2 separate regions of the Hordeum vulgare genome follow, and region 2 is linked to region 1. The links are chromatin contacts, called in public Hi-C maps. All regions are on one chromosome and are shown on one strand. The core of a region is the stretch at or near the end of the contact, and the rest is flanking DNA. Distances in the headings are between cores, read along the strand shown. Region 1 holds the start of LOC123449349. Region 2 holds the start of LOC123449353.

The links. Hi-C and Micro-C count contacts between places; a contact is called where the count stands out from the background.
Region 2: a Hi-C map of leaf shows a contact between it and region 1, with 3 times the contacts expected there. The contact joins the promoter of LOC123449353 here to the promoter of LOC123449349 in region 1. A contact is called at or near these places in 3 of 6 Hi-C or Micro-C datasets (leaf and seedling).

What each region holds. Positions count from the first base shown.
Region 1 is chr4H:538,707,637-538,713,694 of MorexV3_pseudomolecules_assembly, forward strand. It overlaps LOC123449349, which reads right to left and starts at 2,906. Exons shown (of 2, transcript XM_045126548.1): 1 at 2,721-2,906; 2 at 1-795. The coding sequence starts at 762.
Region 2 is chr4H:538,899,090-538,905,850 of MorexV3_pseudomolecules_assembly, forward strand. LOC123449353 reads right to left here and starts at 1,398. Exons shown (of 4, transcript XM_045126554.1): 1 at 1,126-1,398; 2 at 955-1,044; 3 at 734-830; 4 at 226-631. The coding sequence starts at 1,270. The coding sequence ends at 496.

The DNA of each region.
Region 1 (6,058 bases), core at 1,656-4,155:
CACGAGCCAGTCCAAGGTGGGATAAGCAAAGTAGAGGATCAGAAACGACGGCAGCGCAAACAAAAACGTGACAAGGACATACAGGAGCAGAACCGCGGCGCTGGCAGGGACGGCATAGAGAACTATGAGAAGAAACATTATCACGAGCGGGAACTTGGCCGTCAGCTGCACAAAGCACACCATGAGCTTCTGGAGAGACACGCTGGCAGTGTTGGAGGTGTTGCCAGCAACATTTCTATCTCTGGCGGAAGAGGTCTCTGCCCGTGCCGTAGGGGCTCTTCGGTGGTGTTGACTGGAACTGATGCCACCACTGGAGGAACATACTGATTGGCGTTCCTCGTGACCAGAGAAATGGAACTTTGCTCTCTCGCCATTCATGGTCTCAACCATCCAGAGCAGAAAGTAGTTCTTGCGCGGGAACTTGAGGTTGCCCTTGTACACCAGCCGGAAAGATAATAGGTTGCACCAAGGACATGAGATGAAGAGAGGCAGCTGGATGGGAAGGGTTGGGAACTTGACAACAGCCCACTGAAGACCTAAGATACAGTTCTTGCACATTGTGTGGCCACACCACAAGACGTAAGGAATGTTCTCGACAATGTTGAAGGATTCACAGCATATTGGGCATTCAAGGCCTTCCTCTCGACTTGCACATGAAGAACCATCGTCATCAGAGCAATCAGGATTGGATAGGCTGCCTTTTGATGGTTGTGCCTTTTTCTTTATGCTTCCAGCTATGGCATTTGATGCAAAACTCCACATGTTGAATGAGGAAGAACTGATACACTATGTTTTCTGCATCCACGATCCTGCTGTCAGCGGAAAATCAGAATGCCTCACAAGCAAACAAAACCATACGAATAGAGGAATCAAAATTTCTCCAGTAAAACCGACCACTACTATATATGTTGAGCGAAATAATATTCAAGTGCAAAATGCTCTTACAAATGATATAAAGCCCGCAGTACATAGAAACATCAAGTAAACAACCAATTGACCAGGCAGGCAATGGATCATAATTAACTACGTAATCAGGTTTCTTTTTAAAACAATAATACAGTTTCCCTGTGCATTAGCAATTTCAGAAACCACATAACAAACACAGAAATGCTGAGAGTACCAAGGGGAGGGATTAGTGATGTGTGGCCTAGTTGATTCAGTAGCCGTTTTCTCAGTCGGCTTTGTAGCTACCCTGAGTAATACTTAATTTGTACATATTTTCCAGTACATATAGCCCTTCTCAAATAAAAAATTAATAAATAATTTGAAAAGAACTGCAGTATCTAAAGAAGGCGAGGAACTCCGCAAGCAGGAATTCATGCGTGAAAGTTATTGTAAACATTCTTACTGCTGGAAACTTATCATGAAGGAGCATCATTCACTAGTTTTAGGTAGAAACTGTTTAGACAAACTATATGTGTGCTATCACATTAGACCTGCAATGCTTTTCAAAACAGTTCGTTATCACTAACGTATCATATAAACAAGAAGAAACTACCCTAGAGTTACAAAATCATGGTAAATTAACTGGGGAGATCCATTATGGCCTATTAGTTATGTAAAAAATCATCTGAGCTTACTGCACAATAATGGAAAATAAATATTATCAGCACATTGTTTTAATCCGCTTGGTAAAGCCTACACAGGACTAGGTGCACATTAAAGGCAAGAATAGATATAGCCTTGCAGGGCAAGGCTAGGTGTTTGGAACTGTTAAAATATCTTAGCTTTTGTGGGCAGGCTAGCTTGGGTGGGTAACGAAAACCTTGCTAGATCAGGAGAGCCAAATAGTCTCGCTTTCGACGGCAAACTTTCCGCACATTATAATCAATGACCCACTCCAGACAACAGTTTTCACAGGGCAAAGCTGGTAAGCAAAAGAACCAAAGAGGAAGCTGCCTAGCTGAGCTATATCCCAACTGAGCATTGTAACCAAACACTCCCTAAATAGAACTATGGGAGGATCAAACAAACTCTGCACATGGCTTACTTATCATTTAATAGTTGCAATACGAAGAGCGCTTGGTGGTAAAAAAAAATGCTCCTTCAGATCATTTATGAAAGCAATAGCAGGTTCTAAGTTGATGCTAATACACCGAAATTGAGCTGTTTAATTGTATCGCAATAAACACAGCAATTCTTAAGCAAATATATGATTTCTTGTTTTCAAACAACTTGGAAAAGAAAATAGTCGTTCGCACCATGAAAGGTTCACAATCATACAGTATGCATAGCCTAATAAAGCCTATGACTCCTCAAACAGGTTCAGTTAGAGATAGTTTCCAGCAAACTAAACCAGGCCTTGCTTAGATAATTGAGTCTATGTATGCCCTACCTTCTAGAAAATGTCATCAGACTCAAAACAAATCCTAAGCAGGTACCAGTCACGCAATTCCCATGGAATTACACCATTATCCGACCTACGGGTTACTCCTCGGCTTCAGGCTACAAACCATCTGTCCTTATCATCGTGCAAGGCATAGAGATTTCACTCATCACCATTTACTAGTGTAATTTTATCCCAATCGGACATTTCGTGCCTACAGCAGCCATGAAATTTCCCGAATCGGCGAGGTCTCCGCCCCAAGCGCCCTACGGTAGAAGGGGGACCAAAAAGCCACGGTCCAACCACGCATCCCGTAACGAACACCACGAACGCGCGGGCAGGAGCCGGAAACGAATCGGAACAGATCGCTGGGGGGGATTAGGCGGCGGCTTACCGACGAGGTCCCGGATCTCCGTCGGCGCGGCGGAGGGGGGCGGGATGGGGAACTCCGCGGAGATCGGTCGTGGTGCGCTAGAAGGCGGTCATCTCGGCGGCGGCCGCCGCGGCAGAGTGGGGAGTGGCGGTCGGGTGGAGACGATGGGAGAGGGGTGGGGGAGGAAGATGACCGGCCCACCTGTTGTTGGTTTCGGTTTCCTTTCTCCCGTACGTTCGGGTAACTCGCTAGGGCGCGGTGTATCTGGCCCGCTCGTTTTCCTTTGGATGGCTTGGATGACGCCACGTTTGTGTCTGGAAAGGAACTTTGTTCCTGTGTCGTTTATCTATCTTGATGATCAGATTGATGTGATGAATGAATAATGATAAGTATGGCGAGTTGTCCAAAGGCATGAGCATTGGCGGTGCACCCATGCTGTACATACATCTCGTTTTCTTCCAGAGGGAAAAAAGGAAGATATGTCGCGTCATGGCTTTTGCTCTTGACAAAAATGTCCAATCATGCAAAGGCCTCATCTAACATATTGACAGTTGGTGCGTGAATGCTCTAGTGTAAATACTCGTGTCTGCAGCCCAGCCTAGCTACTTGTGTTCGTGTCAAGTTGTTTATTACTATCTCCGTATCATATTAAGGAGCCATTAATATGAGACGGAGGAAGCATCTTATCAAGTCAGCTTGTCTCACACCTTTCATATGAAATCGGTTATTTTCGTTTCGATCCCTAACCCTAGGCAGCTAGGGTAAACTTTTCTCTTCGGACTTAACCGAAGAGTCCATAGATTCATCTTTCCTTTCCATGTCGCTTCAAGACGGATGACAGGAAGGAGAATTCTGATGCCTTCACTTCGGTTAATACTTTAGGTTAGTTTTTTTAGTCTCGCGCGTGTGGCACTTAGACAAACGATGACGCTTCTTTTTTGGGTTTGTCTTCTTGGCTTCAAGGGTTAATTCGTTTGGAGGTAGTCAACGAAGCTTTGACGTAGATTTCTATTGTCTCTTTGGTACAACGAGATAAGGGTTTCTCGTCATGTGGTGAGATTGGTCTCGGATGTTTTGATTCATGCGAGAGTTCAACAACGACGACTACGACTCCAGGACGCTGGTCCTTTGGGGCATGTGCACGAAGACTTCCCGGTTGTCACTCGCAAGGTCAAGCCGGCTCCGATAGGCGAGCGGCGACAGCGACACATCAATGACTCGTTCTGACGAGAGTAGTGGTCGTTCGATGGTCTCAGAATCTCGATGTATTTTTTATTATATTTGAGATACTTTTTACAGCTGTACTATAATCGCGACAAGTAATATCAATCGGAATGAGCAATAGATGTGATGCATCCATAGGGTTAAGGGCATCTCTAACATCGACCCGCAATTGTGTGGTCCGTGTTTTTTCATCCAACTTGGGCTTGCATTGCTCCAACCGTCCCACGTTAGGTCCAGACGTACTTTTTCTAGTAAATTGGAAGCAACCTAGGGGGCTCTGCGGGAGTCGAGACTACCGCCACCCATAGCCACACGCTGCTCGCCTTATACTACAACATCGTCCGCACATGATCCGTTTGTAGCTAGGTACCCTCTATCCCCTATCAACAACGTCCACGGTGGACACCATGTCCGCAGGTGTTCGGTCGAATGCCATTGAGCTTATTTTCAAAACTTTATGTCGTGTTTTTGGAAGAATGTCAGGGTACTAGATCATAGAGGATGAGTTGTTGTGCGATGCGTGCTTGATCGTATCTGCGGACTTCGTAGGCATGAGCAGAAGGGGGCCCTTTTGGAAACGTATGCATGGTTCATTTCATGCGCAAAATTACTTTGCGTCCTACGACACGCACATCACCCATGAACAGAATGTAAAGTTGTTAGTGTATTGATGGTACACTACCCAAAACTCTGTCACGAAGTTTTGTGGCGATGTTGATCGGCTGGAGGCAATGTGATCATTGCATGCGGCAACCATGTCGATCGTAAGTTTGCTTCTTCTTACTTAACTTATGATTGATTCATGTTTGATGTTGCTTTGCCTATACGCGCCCCCAAGATGTACCAAATGGCAAAGGTCGGACCAATAACGCACATATTGTTGGATGAAGATCAAGAGACAAGAGACAAGAGACGGTACGCGTTGTAGTGTGATGTATCACAAGGAACGTGTGGGGTGATGATGAGCACGACTACGAGCTATTGTACGTGCGAAATGAGAAATAGTGGCAAGGCCGGTGGCTGTCCAAGGTGGCGAGAACCATGCTCATCAACTCCTCCCTGCCCAGCCTTCTCATTTTTGTGATGAGCTTCTACAGTCTCCATGAGACTTTGCATCACGAGATTGCCAAGTACCAGTCTCGATTTTATTGGGATGGTGAGGGCGATAAGCAGAAATACCACATGGTGAGCTGGCCCGACATCTGCAAGCCCCGTGATCAGGGTGGTCTAGGGATCATGTCGACAAAGCACATGAACACCGCCTTGCTAACTAAGTGGGTATGGAGGATCGCCAACGGTGATGGTGGCCTTTGGCTCGACATCATTAGGAACAAGTACCTTCGGGGCCAGCCGCTAGCATTCTGCCAGCGCTCTGGTGGTTCACAGTTTTGGCAATCAGTCATCCAGTTGCTCCCTGTCCTTCGCATTGATTCTTCCATCTCGATTGGATCCGGGTCCGCTACATTGTTTTGGTTGGATCACTCGGCTAGTGAATTGTCGTTCATCGCCCGATTCCCGGTATTATTCGCCACCGCGGTGGAGTCTAGGACCTCGGTTGAGGTCGCTCTTCGGGATCTTGGGCACCTCGTGTTCCGCCGCCCTTTCGGGCCGCCAAAGCTTGCGGCCTGGGATGATATGCTGCAGTGCATCATCGCCCTTAACTCACCCAATGTCGATACTACAACAGACCGCATGTCTTGGGGCCTGGAGCCCTCGGCCCGCTTCTCCGCCCGGTCCCTGTATCGGGCCATCGTCCCATCGTTTGCCCAGGAGGCTCCCTGTGAAAATTAGGATATTCATGTGGCAATGCATCCGGGGCCGGGTTCCCTCTGGGGTGGAGGTGCTTAAACGCAATGGCCCGGGCGGCGGGATCTGCCCTCTGTGCGATCTGCTGGAGGACTTCAATCACATCTTCTTCTCATGCGTCACTGCTCAATTCCTTTGGAGTTGCTTTCGCGAAACCGTCGATAGTCAGTGGTGTCATACCAATGTACCCGACATGTTCAGAGAGATTGAGTCCACCCCCTCGTCAACCTGCCACGTTAGGTGGCTGACCAATGGGATGGCAATGGGTACCCATTAACCACGTACCCTGCGGGTAAAAACCCTATTAGGGTAAGGATATGGAACAAAAA
Region 2 (6,761 bases), core at 148-2,647, 190 kb after region 1:
GACGTGCTCTCTGATGGTTTTATTCAGGTGCGGTTTGATTTCTGTCCGGTTGTATATGCCCATCCCTTGTGTTGAGCAATCTGACGTTCTCTTGTGTTGAGCAATCTGATGTTTTACCAGTTAGGTGCTGTCGATTCAGTTTCATATCCATCGGAAGTGCGCCATACCAGTTACTCTTCCTTCTGGTTCGTTGATGGTAAGACTAACAGCAACAGGCAGTTGCGGTTCAAGATGTAACAAAAAATTCAAATTTCGCATGTAGTAGTACTGACAGTATAAGAAGCCATTACTCCCATTCACCTTTTTAAACCATCTGCAATTCTGAACTAAACTGTGTATCTGTCTAGTGTTCCTTTCCCCCCTCAAGTCCAATCTCTCACTCTCTAGCGACTATGCTGCCACTAGATCCTGCCGCTGTGGCAAGAAGCAGTTATATGCAGTGCCACAACTCTCTGTGTTCCTGGCGAGCAACGGAGAGCTCCGTGATGCGTGTGCTCATTCTCCAACCCTTTTCTTGAGCTCCGTGATGAAGTCCTCCTTCTCCTGGTCCGTCATCCCCACCGTGGAGCAGTCGCCGACGCCCCACTCGGCGCCCCGCAGGCAGTACTTGTCCTGGATCTCCCTCTCGTTCCTGGAAAGGAGTAACATTGTTTGCCCCAAGGGATTTGTCACAAGAAGATGGCACGGAAGCAGCTACCTAGAGAGCTTATTTTCAGCGCAAACGCGCACGTACTTCTCTTTGTTTTGCTTGGACTTCTGGAGCAGCTCCCTGAGCACCTTGGAGGACTTGAACCTCGAGTCGTTCTCCGCGTACTTCCTCTGGTTCTCCGCTTGAGAGTTCATTCAGTGCAGGTCAAGGAGACATAAATAAGCATACACAGCAAAACCAAATTGGATATACGGTACTACTGTCTGAGATGAGATAGTGTAGAGCAAGTAGCTAGCTGAACCAACCATTCCATTTGTCCAAGAACTCGAGCCGGGGCAACGGGGGTGCTGGGATGGACTCCAGCCCGGTGGACCCTGACAGGATGCCGGCGCTCACTGCAAGTTCGCGGACCAATTTCAACGGGTGTTGGCCATTGCCGTACGTACGTGACTCTGCGTGAAGGATTTGCACCCTACCTGGAGTGGACCAGAGGACGAGCGAGAGGGAGACGGCGGCGGGGACGCCCAGCAGGAACGCCCGGCCGCTCTTCTCCGGCGTGCTGCAGCGGCCCCTCGCCGGCGGTGCCGGTGGCGCGCTGCAGAGGACGCGGAGGCCGAGCATGGTGCTTTGCTTTGGCCTGGCTGCCTCGCTAGAACGTAGGCGAGAGACCGAATGGATGGATGGATGAGCCGTTTAGCTACTCTGGCCTGGTCGAGTGAGGTTGCGGGTGGGGGGATTGGGGAGGGGCGGGCGCCACTCTCACTACCTGTTCTCTTGTCAGCCACTAACGATGGGGGTCATCTCGGAGGTTGCCCTTGGGATCTTTTTCTTCAGTGTAAGTGTATGCCAGTCTTGCAGCGGCGTTTGGGGTTTGTTTGGTTCGCGTAGAAAACTTGGTGGGATTGCATGGAAGTTGGTAGATATATAGAAAACAAAACGAAATATTTCATTTTTTTCCCACATGTTTAGAAATATGCGGGCGCGTTTGGTAGGCTGCATCAAAGCCCAACCAACCTCTCACGGGCTAAGTACTGAGTTGTTTGGTTGCATGGCTTGCATTTAAAAGATCCACAATGGAACCCTTCAAATGATCCCTCGTACGTCCGCGGACGCACCTGATCAGTGAACGGACAGAAGAGAGAAAGATAAAAAAGTGATCCAATCGAACCCATCATATCGTCCCTATATGTCCGGATTGTCCGCGAACCCTGATATCCATATCAAATATGTAGAGGATATGAAAGCTCGCAAACGCGTTCCCGGTCAGTTCACCACATAGGATGCGATCCCATCTCCGAACACCTTTTCTTTTCTTTATTCATTCTTTTCTTTTTCTCTCTTCCTCTCCACTAACCACATGCAAGTGACCGGACATATGGGGAAGAAATTGAGGTATGTGGCTGCGCGGAGATAAAAAAGGGGACACGTCCGGTCATTGACCGGCGCGTCCACGGGCGTTTAAGGATTTGAATTTACAAGTCGTGGTTGAAGATGCTCTTAGAAACTAGTTTGCAAGAAGCTTAAAGCGCTTTCAGTCAAGTTCATCAGAAACGCCGTTTGATAAAAGATCTTAGAGTGTTTAAGGTTGGACCAGGAGGGTCTCTTAGGCCTTCTTTTTTCTGCCCACAGGAGTTATTTTCCATTCTCTTTTATTTTGCGGTGACTAGCTTGCACAATGTTAAAGGCACCTCAAAACTTGGCTTTAGAGAAACACTCAAATCGACCATTGCTCCTCAAGTACACACAAAACACTAATGAATTTTTTTCCGCGACGCCATCGCAACCAAATGCAACACATGCAAATGTATCAAACTCAACATACTTTTCTATGTATTCTTTTCTCCACTGTTTGGTAACTGTCGTGGTTATCAGTGGCAATAAGTCTAGAGGTGTGTATGAATAGGCGTTGTATCTATCGAAGGATGAATATGGAGTATGTGTTGGAAATATGTCCTAGAGGCAATAATATATATATTGAATAAAAGGGGTTCCCCCTGCTCTATTTTATTGAAGCATCGAACCAGATAGTTTTTACAGCCCAAACATTCAGCCAGAACATCTCAACCTCGCAAACTACCAGACGACTAACCATCGAAAGCAGGAAAATATTCAGCTACAGCAGCTAGCACAGTATATTACAGACGCAAATATATCGTAGTTCCAGGACTAGTCCTACAACCAAGCGATGCGCAACAATTCTCCCTTGAACTTGTCCAGCTTAGCGGCGAACTGACGAAGGAGCTCCTCCTGTGTGGCGTGGCAGAGCACATCCCATTATCGAAGAAAAGCTCGAAGTTTCACAAGGACGCATGCTAGACTTCTCCAAGAACGACCCTGGAAACAAAAGTCATTTCTCAGTCTCCACATGCTCCACAAGGAAGCCGCAACAATCATATTTTGCACAGGCATTTTCTTATGTAGTTGCCATAAGACACAAACGTCTTTAAAACAGGAAATATCATAATCTGGAAATGAAATAGAGAAAAGTTTCCAAAGACATCTAGCCACCACACAATCAAAGAATAGATGTTGCATCGATTCCATTTCTTTACAGAACAGACAAGTAGGATCACTGACAGTCCTACGCTTCGCTAAATTGTCCCTCGTCAGGACCTTGTTATACACACACAACCAGAGAAACACATGAATCTTTTGAGGGCAAAGAATTTTCCACAATTTTTCCCCAATGGTAGAAACCACTCCCCCAAAATTGATAGTATGATAAAATGATTTAACCGAGTATACCCCATTTTTTTCTAACATCCAGATTGGGGTATCTGGAGCCTGTGTTAAGTGGACAGCTTGAACAATCTCAAGAAGCTGATTCCATCTAATTAACCCCTTATAGTCAAACACATCTCCTAAAAGAAAGTTTGAGATTAACACCATGCCATACTTGTGAGATGGTGCATTCAGACTGGTTACAAATGGAAAACAGATCCCAAAACTGAACTTTGAGGGAAGAATCCCCAAAACATATGTCATGCCAAAATTTGATGCTCTCCCATTACCAACATCCCGTTTATAAAAATTTCTTGAGGCATTTAATGCCCAAGTTACACTCTTCCAAAAGGAGAAGCCATTGTCAGTTTTAGCCCAAAAGATATTGGGGGAAACAATGTTATACTTGAAGGAAATAACTTCTTTCCAATCTTTAGGTTGTGGATCAGACAACCTTCTCCCCTAGGAAGCTAGGAGGGCCATATTAAATTCTAAGTTGGGAACACCCATGCCCCCAAAAGCCTTCTTCCTGGTGATCAGGCCCCAATTAGCCAAATTATATTTGTGTTGGTCACCTACATTCCCCCAGAAGAAATGGTCCACCTGGGAATTAATAGCATCTATCGCCCATTTAGGGTACCTAATCACAGCCATAAGGTAGGAAGGGATACTGACTATACAAGCGCAAAGCAGTATTAATTTACCTCTGTAAGATAGATGCTGACCCAGCCAACCAGAAATACAACTAATAATCCTATCAATGATAGGTTGCAGATCCTCTCTACGCAATTTATCAAAATGAAGGGGACCCCCAAGTATTTGATGGGAAAAGAACCAATCTTGCAACTAAAAATCTAGGCAAAAGATTTAGCAACCTCTTCCTCAATATTAATGGTAAGAAGGTCACTCTTATGAAAGTTAATCTTCATCCCAGACAGGTTTTCAAAACAAGACATAATCCATTTGAAATTTCCGACTTTGTCTTTGGAGTTAGCCAAAAAAAGGAGAGTGTCATCAGCATACTGTAAACTGACAATCCCTCCATTAACCACATGAGGCAGAAGCCCCAAAATAAAATTTCGTTGAGCAACTTTAGACAACATTTTGGAAAACACATCAGCAACTAGGTTGAAAAGAAGAGGAGAAATGGGATCCCCTTGTTTGAGACCCTTAACACCCACAAAATAGGGCCGAGTCATATCATTGATTCAGACACTGAATGTACTGTTAAGAATTACACTCTTAATCCAAGAAATCCACCTGGTCCCAAACCCCTAGATCTGAGCATGTCAAAAAGAAATTCCCAACTCAACCTATCATAGGCTTTCTCATAATCTAGTTTGAGCACAAGCCCTTGAGTTTTGGATCTCTTAATCTCATGGATAACTTCATGGGCCAACAGCACACTCTCCAGAATAAATCTACCCTTAATAAAAGCAGTTTGGTTTGAGGAGATCAGTCTATCCCCAATAGGGGATAGTCTGGTGGTCATGGCCTTAGTAAGGATCTTAACTGCACAGTTCCCCAGACTAATAGGTCTGAACTTCTTCATATCTTTAGCATCTACTTATTTCGGAATTAACACAATGATGGCAAAGTTTAGTTTATAAATATCAAGATTCCCCATTTCAAAATCACTAACATGTTGGAATTATGCCCTAGAGGCAATAATAAATATAGTTATTATTATAATTCCTGTATCAAGATAATCGTTTATTATCCATGCTATAATTGTATTGAATGAAGACTTATATACATGTGTGGATACATAGACAAAACACTGTCCCTAGCAATCCTCTAGTTGGCTAGCTAGTTGATCAAAGATAGTCAGGGTCTTCTAATTATATACAAGGTGTTGTTGCTTGATAACTGGATCACGTCATTAGGAGAATCACGTGATGGACTAGACCCAAACTAATAGACGTAGCATGTTGATCGTGTCATTTTGTTGCTACTGTTTTCTGCGTGTCAAGTATTTGTTCCTATGACCATGAGATCATATAACTCACTGACACCGAAGGAATGCTTTGTGTGTATCAAACGTCACAACGTAACTGGGTGACTATAAAGATGCTCTACAGGTATCTCCGAAGGTGTTCGTTGAGTTAGTATCGATCGAGACTGGGATTTGTCACTCCGTGTGACGGAGAGGTATCTCGGGGCCCACTCGGTAATACAACATCACACACAAGCCTTGCAAGCAATGTGACTTAGTGTAAGTTGCGGGATCTTGTATTACGGAACGAGTAAAGAGACTTGATGGTAAACGAGATTGAAATAGGTATACGGATACTCACGATCGAATCTCGGGCAAGTAACATACCGAAGGACAAAGGGAATGACATACGGGATTATATGAATCCTTGGCACTGAGGTTCAAACGATAAGATATTCGTAGAATATGTGGGATCCAATATGGGCATCCAGGTCCCGCTATTGGATATTGACCGAGGAGTCACTCGGGTCATGTCTACATAGTTCTCGAACCCGCAGGGTCAGCACACTTAAGGTTCGACGTTGTTTTATGCGTATTTGAGTTATATGGTTGGTTACCGAATGTTGTTCGGAGTCCCGGATGAGATCACAGACGTCACGAGGGTTTCCGGAATGGTCCGGAAACGAATATTGATATATAGGATGACCTCATTTGATTACCGGAAGGTTTTCGGAGTTACCGGGAATGACGAATGGGTTCCGGATGTTCACCGGGGGGGGGGGGGGGCAACCCACCCCGGGGAAGCCCATAGGCCTTGGGGGTGGTGCACCAGCCCTTAGTGGGCTGGTGGGACAACCCAAGTGGGCCCTATGCGCCAAGGATAGAAAATCAAAGAGAAAAGAAAAAAAAGGAGGTGGGAAAGGAGAGAAGGACTCGAGTTTCCAATCCTAGTTGGACTAGGATTGGAGGAGGACTCCTCCTCCCTTGGTGGTGCAGCCCTTGGGGCTCCTTGAGCCTCAAGGCAAGCCTCCCCTCCCTCCTCCTATATATATGGAGCAATTAGAGCTGATTTGAGACAACTTTTCCAAGGCAGCCCGACCACATAACTCCACGGTTTTACCTCTAGATCTTGTTTCTGCGGAGCTCGGGCGAAGCCCTGCCGAGATTAGATCATCACCAACCCCCGGAGCGCCGTCACGCTGCCGGAGAACTCTTCTACCTCTCCGTCTCTCTTGTTGGATCAAGAAGGCCGAGATCATCGTCGAGCTGTACGTGTACTGAACGCGGAGGTGCCGTCCGTTCGGCATTAGATCGTGGGACGGATCGCGGGACGGTTCGTGGGACGGTTCGCGGGGCGGATCGAGGGACATGAGGACGTTCCACTACATCAACCGCGTTCACTAACGCTTCTGGTGTGTGATCTACAAGGGTACGTAGATCGGAAATCCCCTCTCG